3 separate regions of the Rattus norvegicus genome follow, and all the other regions are linked to region 2. The links are chromatin contacts, called in public Hi-C maps. All regions are on one chromosome and are shown on one strand. The core of a region is the stretch at or near the end of the contact, and the rest is flanking DNA. Distances in the headings are between cores, read along the strand shown. Region 1 holds the start of Bod1 (biorientation of chromosomes in cell division 1). Region 2 holds the start of Cpeb4 (cytoplasmic polyadenylation element binding protein 4). Region 3 has its middle 40 kb from the start of Bod1.

What was found. Hi-C and Micro-C count contacts between places; a contact is called where the count stands out from the background.
Region 1: a Hi-C map of Schwann cells shows a contact between it and region 2, with 5 times the contacts expected there. The contact joins the promoter of Bod1 here to the promoter of Cpeb4 in region 2. A contact is called at or near these places in 11 of 12 Hi-C or Micro-C datasets (the A7r5 cell line, the Rat2 cell line, Schwann cells and 7 more) and 1 of 1 datasets of contacts at active chromatin or transcription factors (oligodendrocytes).
Region 3: a Hi-C map of Schwann cells shows a contact between it and region 2, with 2.6 times the contacts expected there. The contact joins the enhancer-like site here to the promoter of Cpeb4 in region 2. A contact is called at or near these places in 2 of 12 Hi-C or Micro-C datasets (Schwann cells and liver) and 1 of 1 datasets of contacts at active chromatin or transcription factors (oligodendrocytes).

What each region holds. Positions count from the first base shown.
Region 1 is chr10:16,496,666-16,499,718 of GRCr8, reverse strand. Bod1 (biorientation of chromosomes in cell division 1) reads right to left here and starts at 1,801. Exons shown (of 4, transcript NM_001013854.1): 1 at 1,354-1,801. The coding sequence starts at 1,746.
Region 2 is chr10:16,282,163-16,285,366 of GRCr8, reverse strand. It overlaps Cpeb4 (cytoplasmic polyadenylation element binding protein 4), which reads left to right and starts at 1,779. Exons shown (of 9, transcript NM_001106992.1): 1 at 1,779-2,903. The coding sequence starts at 1,779.
Region 3 is chr10:16,456,583-16,459,666 of GRCr8, reverse strand. No RefSeq gene overlaps it. Among named protein-coding and RNA genes, the nearest start is that of Bod1, 40 kb to the left of the region's middle. Within about 2 kb of position 1,601, at least 60 of the 93 cell types and tissues checked have an H3K27ac peak or open chromatin away from gene starts, as enhancers often do. A contact at or near this core is called in Schwann cells and liver, where this site is marked.

The sequences.
Region 1 (3,053 bases), core at 552-3,051, 210 kb before region 2:
AGGACAGATGCAAGCTGTTTCTGGAAGGAACACGGTTCTAGGCCAAGCACTGACTTTTTACGAGTCACAGGACTTTCAGTAATTCCCGTCTCTAAAATGCAAACATTCCTGTCTGCTTGACTCACAGAGGATGTTCACCAAGGAAGGCCCCCTCCAAACGAAAACAGCCATCCAAGCCTCAGCAGGAGTCATATGACAGCAACAGCCAAGCTACTCTGCGAAGAGTTTCCAGGCAAAGCTGTGTGTGACCCTCAAAGGAGCCTGAGGCGCTTACTCTGAATCCTCCTCCTCAGAGCTTGAGAACAAGACTAGGAAATTACCTTGTGAGTACAAGGACTGTTCCGAGCCCCTGGCCTCCTGCTCTCCAACCGGAGGCAGACAACGCTTCTTCAGCCCATCCTTGCTAAAGAGCATGCCAGTGTCTGCATGGCTCTGGTCTCTCTCTACGAGAATGTGGAGGTAGGAAGGATGGCCTACCTGTGCAGACTGTGGCCTAAGATGTGTATATATAGGGCAGACTTTACCCCATATCAAAGACATAGCACAGGCCCAGGCAGCCTGCAGCTGACAGCTGAGGCTACTGAACCCGCTTGCCTGGGTGACTCACAGCCTGAACACCACGAGGAGCAACCTGAGCAACGGCAACGGCTACCCTGTGGAGCCTCTCAGTCAGCAAAGAGACTTGTAACTCCACCACCTTAATCTTGGCAAACAAATTTTGTAAAGGGAAAAGGAATGTTTTGGTACTACTATATACCTGCCTCGTGACACACATTCCAAAGTTTCCAAGTGAGGTGAATTAGGGTATTTTTAGCTGTAGAGACTGGCCTTTGGCACTGGATCTAACATAGCCATTAACTCCATTTAAATTAGTTAAACAGAATAAAATAAGGTGCTGATTCTACTGCTTATCCCAATTTGACCTCATACAAATCTGCAAATGATTCAGTTAGGAAAGGGAATAGCTATTAACGTGTTATCCAATCCAGCCGGTGCTTAAAATCACCTCCCGGGTGGTGAACAAGAGAATGGGCAGAGCTTCTAAAGTACGCTGCCTTTCCCGAGTGTTGTAAAACGCGAGTTCCTTGGGTATGAAGTGGATATACGTGTGCAGCCATAAAAGAATCATTAAGTTCAGAAAGGCGACTGAACTAAAATAAAAATTAAAAAAAAAATTAAAAATCACAGCTGGTTAAGTGTCCAGGTGTCGTGTGTGCACCACAGAAGTCACCGGTACTGGCCCGCGCCGCGCGTCCCTCCAGGCTCCGGAGGTGCCTTTTGTTTTACTCCGGGCTCTGGCACGTCAAAGAGGCGAGGTGGACCGCCCCCCTCGGTCCCCCGCAGCCCGGGTACCTTAGTGTCCACGTCGGCCAGGCAGTCCCGGCGGAAGCTATCAAACAGGCCACGGCTCTTGAGCTGCTCCACTATAAGAGCGATGAGCTGCGGGTCTCCCGGAGGCAGCGAAGCGGGGTTGACCGTGCCGCCCGCCCCACTCGAGCCCCCCGCTGGTCCCGAGGCCTGGCCCGCCGCACCTGCTCCCGCACTGTCCGCCATGGCTGCGCCCCGTGCCCGACCCCGTGCTCGGCTGCTCCTCCGGGAGCCGTGGGCCGCGCTGCGCAGACACGGAGGGCCCCACGGAGGTGGCGGCGACGGAGGCGGCAGGGTGGGAGGCGGCGAGGACCACGGCGCTCCCCGCTGGCCGCGCTGCTGGCGCTCGTCTAATAGCGTCACCAACGACCTTTGCATTGTGGGACGGTTGGTTTCCTGGAGCCATCGCCCATGTTCTTATAGCCTGTGTCTGGCCGTTGGAAACTACAACTCCCGGCAGGCTATTGGCTCGCTCGCGCTAGTTTGCGAGACAGCATGGGAATTGTAGGCTCAGAACCTATTCAGTCACTGCAGCCCTCAGAAATCAGACCTCCCTACAGTGGGCGACAGTCACTTGCAGAACTGATTGAAAGATTAGGAGCGTATCATTTAGCGACTGTGATTCAGCAACTCTGTTTCTATGCCTGGCAGCCTGTGCTTTTGACAACAAAAGGAGGTCATCCCCACGACCTCCTTGAGTAATATGATCTGGGAAATGTGGTTAACAATGGGTTAATATTTTTGTTATTTTGATAAAACTAATTTTACTTTTTGTGTGTCAGGGAGGGGCGGTGGAGGAGTTCATATTGGCCCAGCCAGTCTCAAAGGTTAAGCTGATCACAGTCTCTCACGATAGGTTACAACCCTTTGGGATATCAAATTTATTTCTACTCCTGTCCCACGCTGACCTCTCCTGTTTGGCTCTAAGGAAGTCCCGTGAGAGAGTTCAACCCTGGCCCCCCACCCCCAGAGGGAGGCCTGGGGGGGGGGTGTTGCCCTTCTTATAAGTCACATTTTAGGTACATCACATCTTATTCTTTCCTCACAAAAACTTTTCTAGCTCCAGGCCTAATTTGGTCTATTGTTGAACCAGATTCTTATAGCAATCGTTGTGACTGGAAGTGGATAATTTATAGGCTGATTGGCCATCTTCACCCCTATGCCCCCAACCACACCTGTTGGCGTTCCTTCTAGGCTCCGCCCCACAGTCACCTGGCAAGAGCCAGGTGTGCCTGACTCACTATAAAAAAGGAGCTGCTTGCCCCCTCCTCTCTCCTCTTCTCCTCTTGTTCCCCTTACCCTCTTCTTCCTGTCTCCCTATCCTCTCTCCCCTTTCTCCATGTGCACATGGCCAGCCTCTCCCCAACCCTCCTCTCCTCCTCCTCCCCCTCCTCCTCCTCTTCTTCTCCTCCTCCCTTTCTTCTTTCTTCTTCCTCTCTCTCTCTCTCTCTCTCTCTCTCTCTCTCTCTCTCTCTCCCTCTCTCCCTCTCTCCCTCTCTCCCTCTCTCCCTCTCTCCCTCTCTCCCTCTCTCCCTCTCTCCCCCTCTGCCTTTCCTCCCTCAACTCCCCTCCCCATGCCCTAAATAAACTCTATTCTATACTATACCTTCATGTGGCTGGTCCCTCAGGGGGAAGGGATGTTTCAAGCATGGGCCTGCAGAAGCACCCCCATTCCCCGAACCATA
Region 2 (3,204 bases), core at 530-3,029:
TCGACCCCCAACACTTTAGCTCAGTGATTCAGTGTGCAAGATGCCCATTCTCTTCCTGAACGTCTCCCCACGGGCTTCCTAAGAAGTCTGCTTTGGGAACACAAATCGCGAGGAATCTTTGCCCACAAAAAAGATGGCGGTGCACCGCTTGCACTGGATGCGCGGACCCGACGCCGACGCCGGCCCCGCTGGGCGAGGCGCAGGCGGAAGAGGCGGCTCTGAGATGACCGAAGACCTTCCTGGGAGGGGCTCTGAGGCTGGGAGGCGTGGCCTAGTCGGAATTGTAGTGTCGGATTGGTCTTCCGGCTGTTGGGCGTGGCCTCCGCAGCACCCCGCCCCTCCCTCATCGAACCGGAAGTGTCTCTCGGTCTTTCCAGCTGGTTGTCATTTCACTCGGCTCGGTCCTGAGGAGAAGGACTCAGCCGCGGCTGCGGGACCTGGGCACCGGAGGCAGTGGCGGCGGCGGCGGAGGCGGCGGAGGCAGCGGCGACAACAGAGGAAGACGAGGAGGAAGAAGGAAGAAAAAGAACAGCCAGGCGGAGTCCTCAAAGACGACGACAGCTGGACTGCGGGACCGGGGAAAAGCGGCGGCGGCGGCGGCCCAGCAACCGTGAGGAGAAACAAAAGCCTCCTAAATTATAGTTTCCAATCAGTCTAGGGGAAAAGAGAGCGCGAGCCCAGGGGGGAGGCTTTTCTCCTTTAGAGTAACAACGGTAGCGGGGGTTTTCCTTTTTGTCCATCCCCCTTCCCCCTCCCCCCGGCGGAGAATCGAACTGAGAGAACTGAACAAACCGCCCCTGGGTCCCATGAGGGAAAAAAATCCCGGAGCCGCAGAGAGGGGAAGAGGCAGAAACCGCAGGACCTTCCAGGTCGCCCCCTTGCTCCCCGCACCCCCGGGCCACCAGCTCGCCCTTGTCCAGTCTCACTAATCCCTCCTGATCGCGACACCCCCCAGAGGGAGAAACGGGTGTTTCCAACCCCTTTCATGGGGGAAAGGAGGCCGAGGGGAGCCCAAGAGCAGCAAACGCAGCAAGATCTGCACCCGGAGCCCCAGGAACAGCCCCAGAGGCCCACACTGCACCCTACAAAAGAACAGAAACAGGACCAGGAACAGCAGAAATCTCCCTGCAATCATCTTTCCTTTAGTCAAGGCTGATTTCCTCTTTGGCAACCAGAAATTCACCTCCCGCCCCAGATAACCTAATATAATCTATCTATATATAAATATATAATATATAATGTTCTTAAATTATTCCTGATTTTTTTAACCAAGCTGCCAAGAAAAGAACGTATTCTCCCCTTAATCCTATTCTAATTTTTATGTGAATCTAAACTGCTGAGGAAGACCATATGTGATTGTTAAATTTTATATATATATATTTTTACTCCGCACAATGCTTATTCTTCTATATCCATAGATGCTTGAGAAGCTGTGTTTCTGTCATTCATGTACATTTTCCTTTGGAAAAAGAAAGCGCCTATTTTACTAACCAAAGACTTGATTTTTACCTTTTCCTTTTTTATTCCCTCCTAGAAATAAGCCCAATTGGATTCATATCAATATTTTAAGAGTTTTTTTTTAAGGTTCTTTTCCATTCAGAGAGACCAGAATTCCAAATCAGAGATACATAGGGTGATAAGCTGTGATCGTTGAGTTAGCTATAAATAAGATACTTCAAGCAAACAAATTTGAGATACAGGGGAGGAAAGCCCTGAGACATTAGGTTGTTTTGCTTTGTTTTTTTTTTATTGTGATATTCTGATCCTAAAAATAATAAATGGGGGATTACGGGTTTGGAGTGCTAGTGCAAAGCAATACTGGGAATAAATCTGCTTTTCCAGTCCGATTCCATCCACATCTGCAGCCTCCACACCATCACCAAAATGCCACCCCCAACCCTGCTGCTTTTATAAATAATAACACAGCTGCCAACGGCAGCAGTGCTGGGTCAGCTTGGCTCTTTCCTGCTCCGGCTACCCATAACATTCAGGATGAGATCTTGGGGTCAGAAAAAGCAAAAAGTCAACAGCAGGAACAACAAGACCCTTTAGAAAAGCAACAACTGTCCCCGAGTCCAGGGCAGGAAGCTGGAATACTGCCTGAAACTGAAAAGGCAAAAGCCGAAGAAAATCCAGGGGACAATTCTTCAGAGAACAGCAACGGAAAAGAAAAGATACGCATTGAATCACCAGTGTTGACAGGATTCGATTACCAAGAAGCCACAGGCCTCGGGACTTCCACCCAACCCTTGACATCCAGTGCATCATCCCTTACTGGTTTCAGTAACTGGTCAGCAGCGATAGCGCCTTCTTCCTCCACGATAATCAATGAAGATGCAAGTTTCTTTCACCAGGGAGGGGTCCCTGGCGCTTCAGCTAATAATGGTGCTCTCTTGTTTCAAAATTTCCCCCATCATGTCAGCCCTGGCTTTGGTGGTAGCTTCTCCCCTCAGATCGGGCCTCTCTCCCAGCACCATCCTCATCACCCCCATTTCCAGCACCATCACAGCCAGCATCAGCAGCAGAGGAGGTCTCCTGCCAGTCCCCACCCCCCACCTTTCACACATAGAAATGCTGCTTTTAACCAGCTGCCTCATTTGGCGAATAATCTTAACAAACCTCCTTCTCCATGGAGTAGCTACCAGAGTCCCTCTCCAACCCCCTCTTCTTCCTGGAGCCCGGGAGGTGGCGGCTATGGTGGCTGGGGAGCTTCTCAAGGCCGAGATCACCGCAGAGGGCTGAACGGTGGAATAACACCCCTGAACTCCATCTCACCTTTGAAGAAAAATTTTGCAAGCAATCATATTCAGCTCCAGAAGTATGCTCGCCCTAGCTCAGCCTTTGCTCCAAAATCCTGGATGGAAGATAGCTTGAACAGAGCTGACAACATTTTTCCTTTTCCGGTAAGATGTTGTTCCATTAATAGATTAAGATGAATAAGGAAGTAGTGTGGTGGAGTATCTGTGGAATGAAAGAATCAGAATTGTTGCTCACATTAGGGACCTTAGGAAATGAATCGGTTACCAGTCTTTATTTTAGCAAACCAGTGTGATCGGAAGAAAACAGTTAACTGTTTCTTGGGCCTTAATTTTTCCATTTATAATTACAGAAACAGGATAGTTAGTGTTCTAATTAATTATTATACCTTTCTTGTTTAATGAGAATTTTCTTCAGTTGCTTGAGGAAGAACGGTAAAACAGTAAT
Region 3 (3,084 bases), core at 352-2,851, 170 kb before region 2:
TTCCTGGAACAGCTAGGGACAGTCTGGGTCCCCGGTAGCCCTCATATCGAGTCCAGTGATCCACCCTTGGAAAACAAACAACAGTGAAAAACAAAGTGTTTGCTTGTTTGTCTCCAGTGCAGCTACATTAGGGAGAGGGAGAGGGAGAGGGAGGGGGAGGGAGGAGCGAGAGGGAGAGGGAGAGGGAGAGAGAGGAGAGAGGAGAGAAGAGGAGAGGAGAGGGAGAGAGGGAGAGAGGTAGAGAGAGAGGGGGGGGCGGTCAAGTGCTACCCTACCCCACTTCAAGGTCCGTCTTTGTGGTCTTGAGATGAAGTTTTAGTTTGAACAAAGAGCAGAGACTTGAACACCTGAGTCGCCCTGGTAAAGGTCCCGCCATCACTGAGCCATCCTGTCTGTACTCCATCTTGCCTCCTAGCAGGCAGTCTGACAGCTTGTCAGCACCAAGTGAAATGTCTTTCTGGGGACTAGCGCCCCCTCAGCCTTTTCCTTTTCCCAAGTGGGGGCTCGTGGGGCAATTTTAATTTCTTGGGCTCCACGATCTCAGTGTTCTGAGAGCTGAATGTGGGGGTTGTGTGTCCTTCGTGTCCCCTCCTTCCCACCGTGGAGGTTTTACAGTGTGTTGTTCTGTATCTCTCGCTGACTGCCGTCAACGTTCCGCGCCTCTGGACTTTCTGAGAAATGTCAAAGAGCTAAGAGGTTTTTGTCGGTCCTTCAAATAAGATGGACACAAGACAACTTGTCTGCCCCTGAGGCCCTAAACACAGACTGTGGTGTGAAACCTGGGACCCTTGTCCTCCGGGCTGAGCCCTACCGTGTTTTCTGAGGCAGAGGCTGAGACTACGACACCAATTTGAGAAACAAGGGGCAGCCTTGCTTCCCCACCCCCTGACTGCACCCCCTTTCCCTAAGAAATTGCTCTCTTCAAGCAAGGGAAACACAAGTTCACCCAGAGTGGACCGGTCTACGCTAAGAAGTCTGTCTGCAGGAGAGGGTAGCTCATGAAGAAGCTGCATTTGTCTGAGGGAGACAAAGAGAAAGTTTTTGTTTTCCCTCCTGGGGCACAGGAAAGAGGTTACAGCAAGCTCATTGCTTAGAAATGAGAACAACACAAAAGCCAGGAGTCCACCTGGCCCTGGCACGGCCATCAGCGTCCACTCTTGAACATGAGCGCTAGGAACGACTATCTTGCAGATCACAATGATTCCGGGGGGCAGCGTTTTCTGTTTTTTTGTTTTGGTTTTTTTTCCCCGTGACTTCCATTTTCTTGTTGCTGACAGAGCTGTCTTTGTTGCTCTTCCTCTTCTGAACGCCAGCTTCTGGGACTAGCTTATAAAAAAAACTGACCTCCCCCAAAGGCTGATGGTCAAACTCAGTGGCCAGCTCATCTTAGCCTGCTTCCGTGAGAACTTCTCCTACAACTCCTGTGGCTTTTCTTTTTCCTTACTCCTTTTTTTTTCCCCTTTCAGTTTTCTTTTTCTGCCTTGGAAATGGGCTTCATGGCTATGGTAGGCAATTAAATTTCAAAGCTGAAGAATGCTGGCATACTCTGCCAGGAACTGCCGAAGCAAGCAGGCCAGGCCGCGGGCTTTGAATACTTGGCACGGAAGTGGGGCCTCTGATACATGCAGCCTCTCCCAGGATGGGCTTCCCAGAGGAGTGTGTTTGTCTTTGTTCTGAAAAGGGAAATCCAGTTCCATCCCAGCTACACGACAATCCCAGAGCTAGGTGGCACCTCCTTTCCAAGCTGGGCGATCGCCTGGTTTGTTAAATGTCACAGTTGGCACACTGCCGGGGAGGGTCAGCTTCCAGCATGCAGGTCGGTTCTCAGGCCTGTCACTTAGCTCTCCTCTGTGGCCCCAGTCTTTGGAACACTGCTATCTCTCAGAAGAAAGGAGAGCTCTGTGTTCCTGACCCAGCCTCCTCCTGCTGCTGACTGAATCACGGGGTGTGGGGCTAGCATCTAATTTCCAGAGCTGCTGTGAGCAAAATGCTAACACTTGTTCCAGAAGCAGGCTGGTGCCCTGGCTGTAATTCTAGACTGGGGGGGGGGGTCACCGGAGAGGAATCCAGGCTCGTTAGGTTGTACACGCATGAGGCAGGCCAGTGGCCTGAGTCTTCCGCAAGGGAAGGGATGTTTGTGGATGAGAAGGTCCTGAGAACTCAGAGGTGCTAGGATAAAAAGTGGGACCGGATACCATGAAAGGAAAAGGCTGGAGGAAGTGACCTTCTAGGCGAGCCCTCCTGGGACCAGGGACCTGCGGTTCCTTTTGGAACAACACAGAAGCTGGAAGGGGTTAGTGAGGGGCGGCAGTGGAGATGAAGTGGGAGAGAAAATGTTAGTTTGAACATTCTGTGGTAGCATTAGAGGTAGGAGAGACACTGAACTGGCTTGTTTGAAGATCTCTGGTTTCTCGGTAGGGAGATGATTGGATGAGGCGGAACCGTTTGCAGAAAGCTACTGTAGACCCTCAATGTATCTTAGGAAGACAGAAGGCATGGTCCATGAAGAAGCCTGGGCTTTCTTCTCTAAGACATTGTTGCTACACCAGAGGCAGTCCGGACACTAGACCACCTGGAGCAGCCACTTACAAGGATGGAGGTGGCTCTCCTGTCCTGAGGATCTCTGTCGCAGCCAGGAGAATGCGCTCCCGCTTGGGAATGCTTGCATAGCTTACAGGCAGCAATACCAGACCACCAGCGGCCACTCTCGTAAGGGCCTTCAAGAGCCTGTGTTAACTGCTATAGACTGAACTCCTCTTCTAGGACAGAATTTGCTAATGTGTCTCGGAGAAGAAAAAAAAAATTTCTCCATTAGCACCAGACACTTCAGTATACCAATAAGCATGTAAAGAAAAGTGTAAAATCCTTTGAGTTGGTCTAAAACAGCAGTGAGAGGATTAAGCAGGTATATGGAAAATGGAGGAGAGGTGGCTCTTGAGCCTTTGCTTGTTCTGAACATGGAGAGTCAGCTGTGAGGGACTGACAAACACATCCAAGCAGAGTTTTCCAGGAAGGTCTCAGAAAGTGCCTCATTCACGTTGGGAGGTCTCACTCCTCGAATGCTAACAGCCCCGGCAGTGACCA